Regions from separate parts of the Cricetulus griseus genome. Here region 2 is linked to region 1. Evidence: chromatin contacts called from public Hi-C data. All regions are on one chromosome and are shown on one strand. The core of a region is the stretch at or near the end of the contact, and the rest is flanking DNA. Distances in the headings are between cores, read along the strand shown.

Region 1 (3,622 bases), core at 775-3,274:
TCTCTCTCTCTCTCTCTCTCTCTCTCTCTCTCTCTGTGTGTGTGTGTGTGTGTGTGTTGGAAGTTATATCAAGTTATCTTAGATGATTTGTCTACTTTTTTTTTAAGTAGGGTAACTTTGTTGGTTTAGTGTGCCTAAGAGTCTGTCTCTCCCTCAGAGACAGATGCTAGCATGACTGACATCTTTATGTGGCTTCCAGGGATGCAACTCAGGTATTTGTGTTTGTGTAGTACTTTACCAGCTGAGCTCTCTCCCTGTCCTTTCCCTGGCACTTGTAGGAAGTGAACACCATAAATAATAAAAGCAAATATTGCATAGCAAATATTTGTTGTTATTTGTTAAGGGCACCCAAAGGACATCCAGGACAAAACAATTATATGTAGAGTTGGACAGATGGCATTTAGGGGAGCTGGGAGATGAATTCTGACTTCTGAAGAAAGGAAGGGTGCAGACAACCTCCCGCCACACTCACGGGGATTCCTTGCTCTTGCGCAGGGCAAGTATGCTAATTTGCTTTCTAGTGCTGTGATAAAAAAGAATCATAACCAAAAGCAACTTGAGGAAAGGATTTATTTAGCTTACAGGCTCTGATCGCAGTCCGTCATGAAGGGAAGTCAGAGCAGGAACTCAGGGCACTGAGCCAGAGGCTATGGTGAAAACTGCTTACAGGTTTGCTCCTCATGCTTACAGGTTTGCTGGGCCCGTTTTCTTACACAACCCAGGACCACCTGGCCAGGGCTGGCCTACCACATCGATCAATAATCTAGAATAAGTCTCCAAGGTCTTGCCTCCAAGCTAATTTAATGGAGGCATTTCCTCCAATTTAGGGTCCTTCTTCCCAGATGACCACAGCTCAAGTCAAGTTGTTAAAAAACACATGAGGTGAGGAAAAAGGTAGTGGCATCAGAGCCAGAAACTCATCCGGCATTATCTCCTGACCCCTCTCACTAGGCCATAGGGTTTTGCCACATCCAGTCAGGAGGGGGTGAATATCTGGATGGTTCTAGGCCATTCTAGCACTGCACTATTTGCGATTCATGCAGGAGAAAATGGCTTTACAGAGGTCCTTTTCTGTGATTTAAGGCAGATGCCAAGAAGGACAAGAGCAGAGTTCAGGCCAAAGTCCTTGGTGAAGGAGGAGGAACCAGGGCCATAGCGCAGGATCCCTTCCAGCTCAACTTTATCTCCTCTCCATCTTAGATTTCACCTCCGTCTCCTCCGATCCGGATGCCTCTCTTCTTCTCTGAAACCGCCCAAATCAAACAAAAATGCAACAACAATTAAAAAATACCCCCACGCCCCACTATAAACCTAAAGAAAACCGGTCTTTCTGCGTCCTGGGTGGCAAGCCCTTTTCTGGCGCATTCTAACGACAAAAATTCCAGGTTGCTGGGGGCGGGGGCGGCGGGGGTGGAGGTTACCCTTGTGCAAAGAAATCCTATTGCTGATGTTCTCGGCCTCGCGCCACCTCTCCAAACAGAGCAAATGAACTGCAGATAATAAAAACGCACCGCAGCAGAGGCTCCCCAGCCACATTCCAGAGAGGCCTGCGGGGTCGGGTGACTCAAGCTCACGGGGACGAGCCGGGAGCGCTCCCGACTTTCCTGGAACCCAAACGTGAATCCTAGGATTCACCCCCGCTCCCCGCACCCCTGCCTGCCCCGGACTGCCGGTCCCTGTCCCTGACCCGGGTCATCCCTTCCTTGGTTCCCGGAGCCCAGGGAGGGGGGGGCGCGGGTTCCGCAGCGGCGTGCCGGTGCCCGGGCCACCGCACCTGTGGGCTGCTGGCCGGGGTCGCCTCCGGTGGCGCCCGGGCGGGCGCAGCTCCCCGGGCTCCGCTAGAGGTCTCTGTCGGGTGGCGAGCCGGGTGGGCGGGATCAGCTGACTCTCCCGGCTGCGAGCCCCGCCGCCGCCGCCGCGCTCCTGCTCTGTCAGTTTCTTCAGCGGCGGGAGGCGAGAGCACCCCGAGCCGAGCAAGCGAGCGAGCGCGGGGGCTCCCGGAGACCGCGGCGGCGACAGCGACGCGGACCCAGGCAGGGCGCGGCGGATCTCCCATTCGCACCCAGCGCACTCGCTGCCCCAAGCGGGATCACGATGCTGGCCGGCTTGGCGCTGCTCCTGCTGGCCGCCTGGACCGTCCGGGCGCTGGAGGTGGGTGCCGCGCCTCGGGAAAGGGACCGGGGCGGGGGTCGGGGAGGCGGGCGCCGGGTGGGTGGGTGGGTGTGGGTATGGGGGACCCGATCCTGCTCACCCAGCACGGAGCTGGGGTCGTGAGAGGCTGGGGACTGTCGCGGGCATCCCGCTCTCCGCCGCCCCCGCCTGCGGGCGCCCTGCGCATCGGCGTCTCCGGCCCAGCCCTGCCCAGGGACGCGCTGCCCGGCCCGCGGACAGGGAGCGGGCGAGGCGCCGGGCTCCCCCGACCCGTGCCAGCCCCGGGCGAGGGCGAGGGGGTGAGCCTGAGCGCAGACCCCGACCGACTCCTCCCTGCCCGGAGAGCCGGGCTGGGGGGTGCGGAGACAGCCAGGCGGTGGGGGGAAGGGGACACGTGTGGGAGAACTGAAAGCGCGGAGTCCCCGAATCCCGTGCCCCGCGAGGAAATCGCCGCCCTTCCCTTTCCCCGGGGCGAGCCCTGGCTGGGGACGGGGACATCTCTGGGAGCCGGGGAGCGCCTGGCTCCCCTTCCCTTCCCTTCCCTTCCCGTCCCTCCTTCCCTTCCCCCGCCCGACTCGGCGGCGCGAAGCCCCTTCGCTCCCGGCGGCGCGGCGGCGGCTGCAGCCTGCGCAGCGACCCCTCTCCCGAGCGGGCGCGGGGTCGCGCGCCGCCTTCCGCGGGCAAACTTTGTGCATTTCCGTGTCTCCCTTTTGTGTTAAGTTGCAAGTGACTGGGGGTGTGTTGGGGGGGAACCGGAGAGCGGCGGCCCCCCGGCAGGCACCGTCCTTCACACTGGACGTCCCGGGCTCTCTCCGCTGTGCCTCCAGCTTCTCCCAGGGACCCAGAAGGTTCCCCGGGAACAAAAGCGGCGACACCCCGCCCTCGCCGTCCAGGGCGCGGTGGCGGAGCCGAGGGAGTTTGTGCGCCACCGCGGCGGCTCCCTTCCCCGCGCCGCGCGTCTGTCCCCGAGGGCCCGGGGGTGCTGCCGGGGCCCCGCGGTCTCCCTCCCCCGCATCGCCACCACCTAGTGCCGACCCTGAGCGGGGCTGCAAAGTCCTCGCAGGGAGAGGGGGGGGTGAGGGGGACAGAGAGCCGGGAGCGAGGCGTGCGTCTGCAAAGGGCAGTGCCGGGCGGTGGGGAGGCTGGGGCTCCTGAGCATCCAGGGAGGCGTTGGTCTGATTGAGGTGGGGCCTCCTCAGGGCAGTTCTGGGGACTCCAGCTTAGTCACCCCTGGGGGCGCAGGATGCTGGGGACGGTCCTCAGGGTCCTTTTTGGGAAGGGTGCAGATAAAAAAAAAAGGGTCGAGTAGAGTGAAGATTAAGACGGAGAAGATGGCGCCTCTGCAGTGCAGCAAAGAAAAGCTGTGTGGAGGCTGCAGCCTGTGAAATCCACCCACCACTAGGTGTATAACAAGTCTTCCCCATTCATCCAACTCTCCAACATCCAGCAAAAGGGTTGTTTTCCTTTTTAC
Region 2 (3,622 bases), core at 304-2,803, 220 kb after region 1:
GGGCCAAGCTGCCCCATGGCAGGGATCTCGAACACCTCTGCTTCCCAGCAGCAAAGGGCACCGAGGATTAGCACATCAAAGAAACCAAGACAAGACTGAATTGAGATGCCAGGGCTGAGCCAGCTCTGAGCCTGGGTCTCTGGTGGGGTTCCCCTGAGCATTTGTTTTGGAGTTTGAAGAGATAAAAGTAAATAACAGTATTAAACAGGCAGGTGCTCTGCTGTTCTTGGGAAATGCAAGTGACTGTTGACAGGTAGCAGAGGTTTGCTGCTTCTCCTCAAGGTATATATTCTAACACACGGACGGCTGTTGTGTATATTTGCCTACTTTAAGAAACAGCAGTCGTGCTTGATCTCTGAAGCAAGATTTTTTTTTTAACTCCCTTCTTTGGAATCTCAATTATGGGGTAACACAAAGGGAGGGGGGAATGCCCAAGTTCAAATGGCATATTATTGCAGACAGTCCGGTCCCTAGCAAGCAGACCGGGAGAGTGACCAAATGCTCACACTTCGGGAATTAATCTGTACAGATAAACCGTTTCAGCTGGCAAGCCTGTGGCCAATTACACAGTTGCCAATTAAATCAAGGTGACCTCATTTGTTGACAACAGCACAGATCACAGGAAACGAGAGGAGATGGGAAAAACACCTGTGTGTTTGTCCCAAAGGGCAATGATGCTGAGCACCCATTTGAACAGTGTTGTCTGAACGCTGGCTCTTAGGTAGCACTTGTTCTAGGAGGAAATGCCCAGAGCTGTCACTGGACTAACCCGGGGACAGGACTGCAGGCAACTCTCACAGGAGGGAAGATGAGAACAGCTCCCATCAGGATACCACCTCCTGACGATGGGAGGAGCCTGGGGCAATAAGCAGAAGGAACTGTCCTGTGGGCAGAGAGAGCATGGAAGCTTCTGTTTCCACTGCATGGTGACTGTATCATGAAGTCTGTCTCCTGCCCAGGCTAAAGAGTCGCTGTGAGGGTCACACAGTGGCTGTGAAGGGATTTATGTCTGCAAGGCTCTCCATCTGAGGTACTTCTTAGGTGGGACTAGTCATGACCTATCTATATAGGTCTATCCATACACCTGGTCGCTCAATGCTGACACCGTGAGCTCTACGGCTTTTTGTTTTCTGGGGGGTTTGTTTTGTTTGGCTTTGGTTTTGGTTTTTGGTTTTTTTGTTGTTATTGTTTTCCTGCATTGGGGTTTAGGAGCCACCACTGCAATGAGACAGCCATGCTGAATCCAAACTGTGCCACATTGGGGGTATCAGAAAGGAAAACACTGGGTAAATTGTCAGATGTTCCTTGGCAATGCTTAGCCATGGTAAATGGGGTCCTACTGAGGTTGCAAGGTCAGTTCAGCCCTGGACAGAGTAAGAAGGATGCCTTTGAAATACAGCCCCTAGAATATGCCTTAACTTTCCCGGGGAAAAGACGCTTTATTCTGTGTGCATCTGAGCAGGTTCTCTTCATCTTCTAGTGGTTCTGCAGAGGCTGAGCTCTTATTAATTCAGCAGACTGAAGCAAGCACCTCCCCTTCTCACTGGGAGAGGTGGTGCAAATATAGAAACAAGAACAGCCATGAGCCACCGTAAAGAGATAAGTGCCCTGCACAGTCTTCGGAGACTGTCAGCCTGCATGGCTCTTCGTGAAAATGGCTGAGGGAGAGCATGTTTATAATGCTGACCTGATCCAACAGGCAAACCCTGAAGTAGTAACAGAATCCCTGTGATGACTTAGCTGGCTGTAGTTCCTATGTATCTTAGGGTTCAGGGAAGTGTGTGTCTTTGTGTGTGTGTGTGTCTTTGTGGGTGTGTGTCTGTCTGTGTGTTTGTCTGTGTTTGTGTGTGTGTGTCTGTGTGTGTGTGTGTGTGTCTGTGTATGTATGTGTGTGTGTCTGTGTGTGTGTGTCTGTGTCTGTATGTGTGTGTATCTGTGTATGTTTGTGTGTCTGAATCTGTGTTGTGTGTCTGTGTGTGTATGTGTGTGTGTCTGTCTGTCTGTCTGTCTGTCTCCATGAATACAGGTCTGGCCCTGAATCCAACCCCCAGTATGGCAAATTATATATGTGTAAGTATTTTAGAGAGACATATATGTGTATAAAACATGTGTTTTATATATAGCATGTAAGTCAGCATGTCTCTACATAGCTTTCCTTTTATACATGTTACCACTTTAATCAATAGGTTCTCAGAAGTCCCTAACATTTCTACAAATATAAAAGCATATTGAAATGATAGAAGATACTTGGAACCCCAGAGAGCTGAGTATTATACTCTGCCCAGTTCTAAGTGTCACAGTGAGCTCTGTGTGAAGCTCTCTCTAGCTTGCCACCCCATGTCTTCAGTGTTAGCTATTTGTTTCAGCCAATGGGCCTGCGCAAACCATCAAGATTTTCAGCACCACCTAGTGGCTAGATGTTGCATCGGCATAAGCCATGGACACTCTACTGTGTAATGTCAGAAATTGGAGGATAAAGATAATAAAACCATGAATGTTAAGCCAGGCAGTGCTGGCGTATGCCTTTGATCCTAGCACTCAGGAGGCAGAGGCAGGCGGATCTCTGTGAGCTCGAGGCCAGCCTGGTCTACAAAGTTACAGAAAAACCCTGTCTGGAAAAACAAAGAAAAAAAAAAAAAAAAAAAGGCGTGGATGTTATGCACTTTGGGAAAAGAAAACCCCGCAGACTATGTCCTATTACTGCCCAGTAGTACCGCGCTCCCTTACAGGGCCGGTGTGTTTTAAACTCGAGTCTCATGCCTGCTTTCTAGGTTGATGCTGCCGGGCTCCCTCACAGGGCCGGTGTGTTTTAAACTCGAGTCTCATGCCTGCTTTCTAGGTTGATGCTGCCGTGACCCCGGAGGAGCGCCACCTCTCAAAGATGCAGCAGAACGGATATGAGAATCCTACCTATAAGTTCTTTGAGCAGATGCAGAACTAGACAACCGCCACAGCAGCAGCCTCCGAACTTGGACAGCAAAACCATTGCTTCACTACCCATCGGTGTTCATTTATAAAATAACGTGGAAAGAAACAAGCCCTTCTGGTTTATTATTTACTCATCATCGCCTTTTGACAGCCGTGCTGTAACACAAGTAGATGCCTGAACTTGAATTAATATACAAATCAGTAATGTATTCTCTCTTTCTCTCTTTATATTCTGGTCTCTACACTACATTATTAATGGGTTTTGTGTACTGTAAAAAAAAAATTAGCTGTATCAAACTAGTGCATGAATAGATTCTCTCCTGATTATTTATCACACACATAGCCCCATAGCCCGTTGTATATTATTCTTGTGGTTTGTGACACAATTAACTCCTACTTGAAATACGCTTTAAAAATCGATGGGGGATGCTTCGTGTGAACGTGGGCATTTAGCTGCTTCTCTGTCTAAGTGTTCTTTTCCCGATCACTATGCATTTTAAACATTGTTGAGTATTCCAAATGATTTAGGAAAATTTTTCCATGATTGCATTTACTGTACAGATTGCTGCCTCTGCTCTGTTTGTGGCATAGGGTGCGAGGATACACATTGATTTCTTTGTGCCTGTTTTATGTGCACACATTAGGCATTGAGAATTTGAACTTTTTTTTTTTGTCCATGTACCTTTGGATCTTT

Evidence for each region. A called contact is a pair of places that touch in the nucleus more often than the background predicts.
Region 2: a contact with region 1 is called in a Hi-C map of liver, with 4 times the contacts expected there. The contact joins the enhancer-like site here to the promoter of App in region 1. A contact is called at or near these places in 5 of 8 Hi-C or Micro-C datasets (the CHL-YN cell line, the CHO-K1 cell line, fibroblasts and 1 more).

Annotation. Positions count from the first base shown.
Region 1 is chr4:11,756,489-11,760,110 of CriGri-PICRH-1.0, forward strand. App (amyloid-beta precursor protein) reads left to right here and starts at 2,025. Exons shown (of 15, transcript XM_027412368.2): 1 at 2,025-2,151. The coding sequence starts at 2,095. It overlaps LOC118238768, which reads right to left and starts at 2,084. Exons shown (of 2, transcript XR_004769844.1): 1 at 1,422-2,084; 2 at 555-1,243.
Region 2 is chr4:11,972,663-11,976,284 of CriGri-PICRH-1.0, forward strand. It overlaps App (amyloid-beta precursor protein), which reads left to right. Exons shown (of 15, transcript XM_027412368.2): 15 at 2,840-3,622. The coding sequence ends at 2,941. Among named protein-coding and RNA genes, the nearest start is that of Atp5pf, 100 kb to the right of the region's middle. Within about 2 kb of position 1,554, at least 1 of the 6 cell types and tissues checked has open chromatin away from gene starts, as enhancers often do.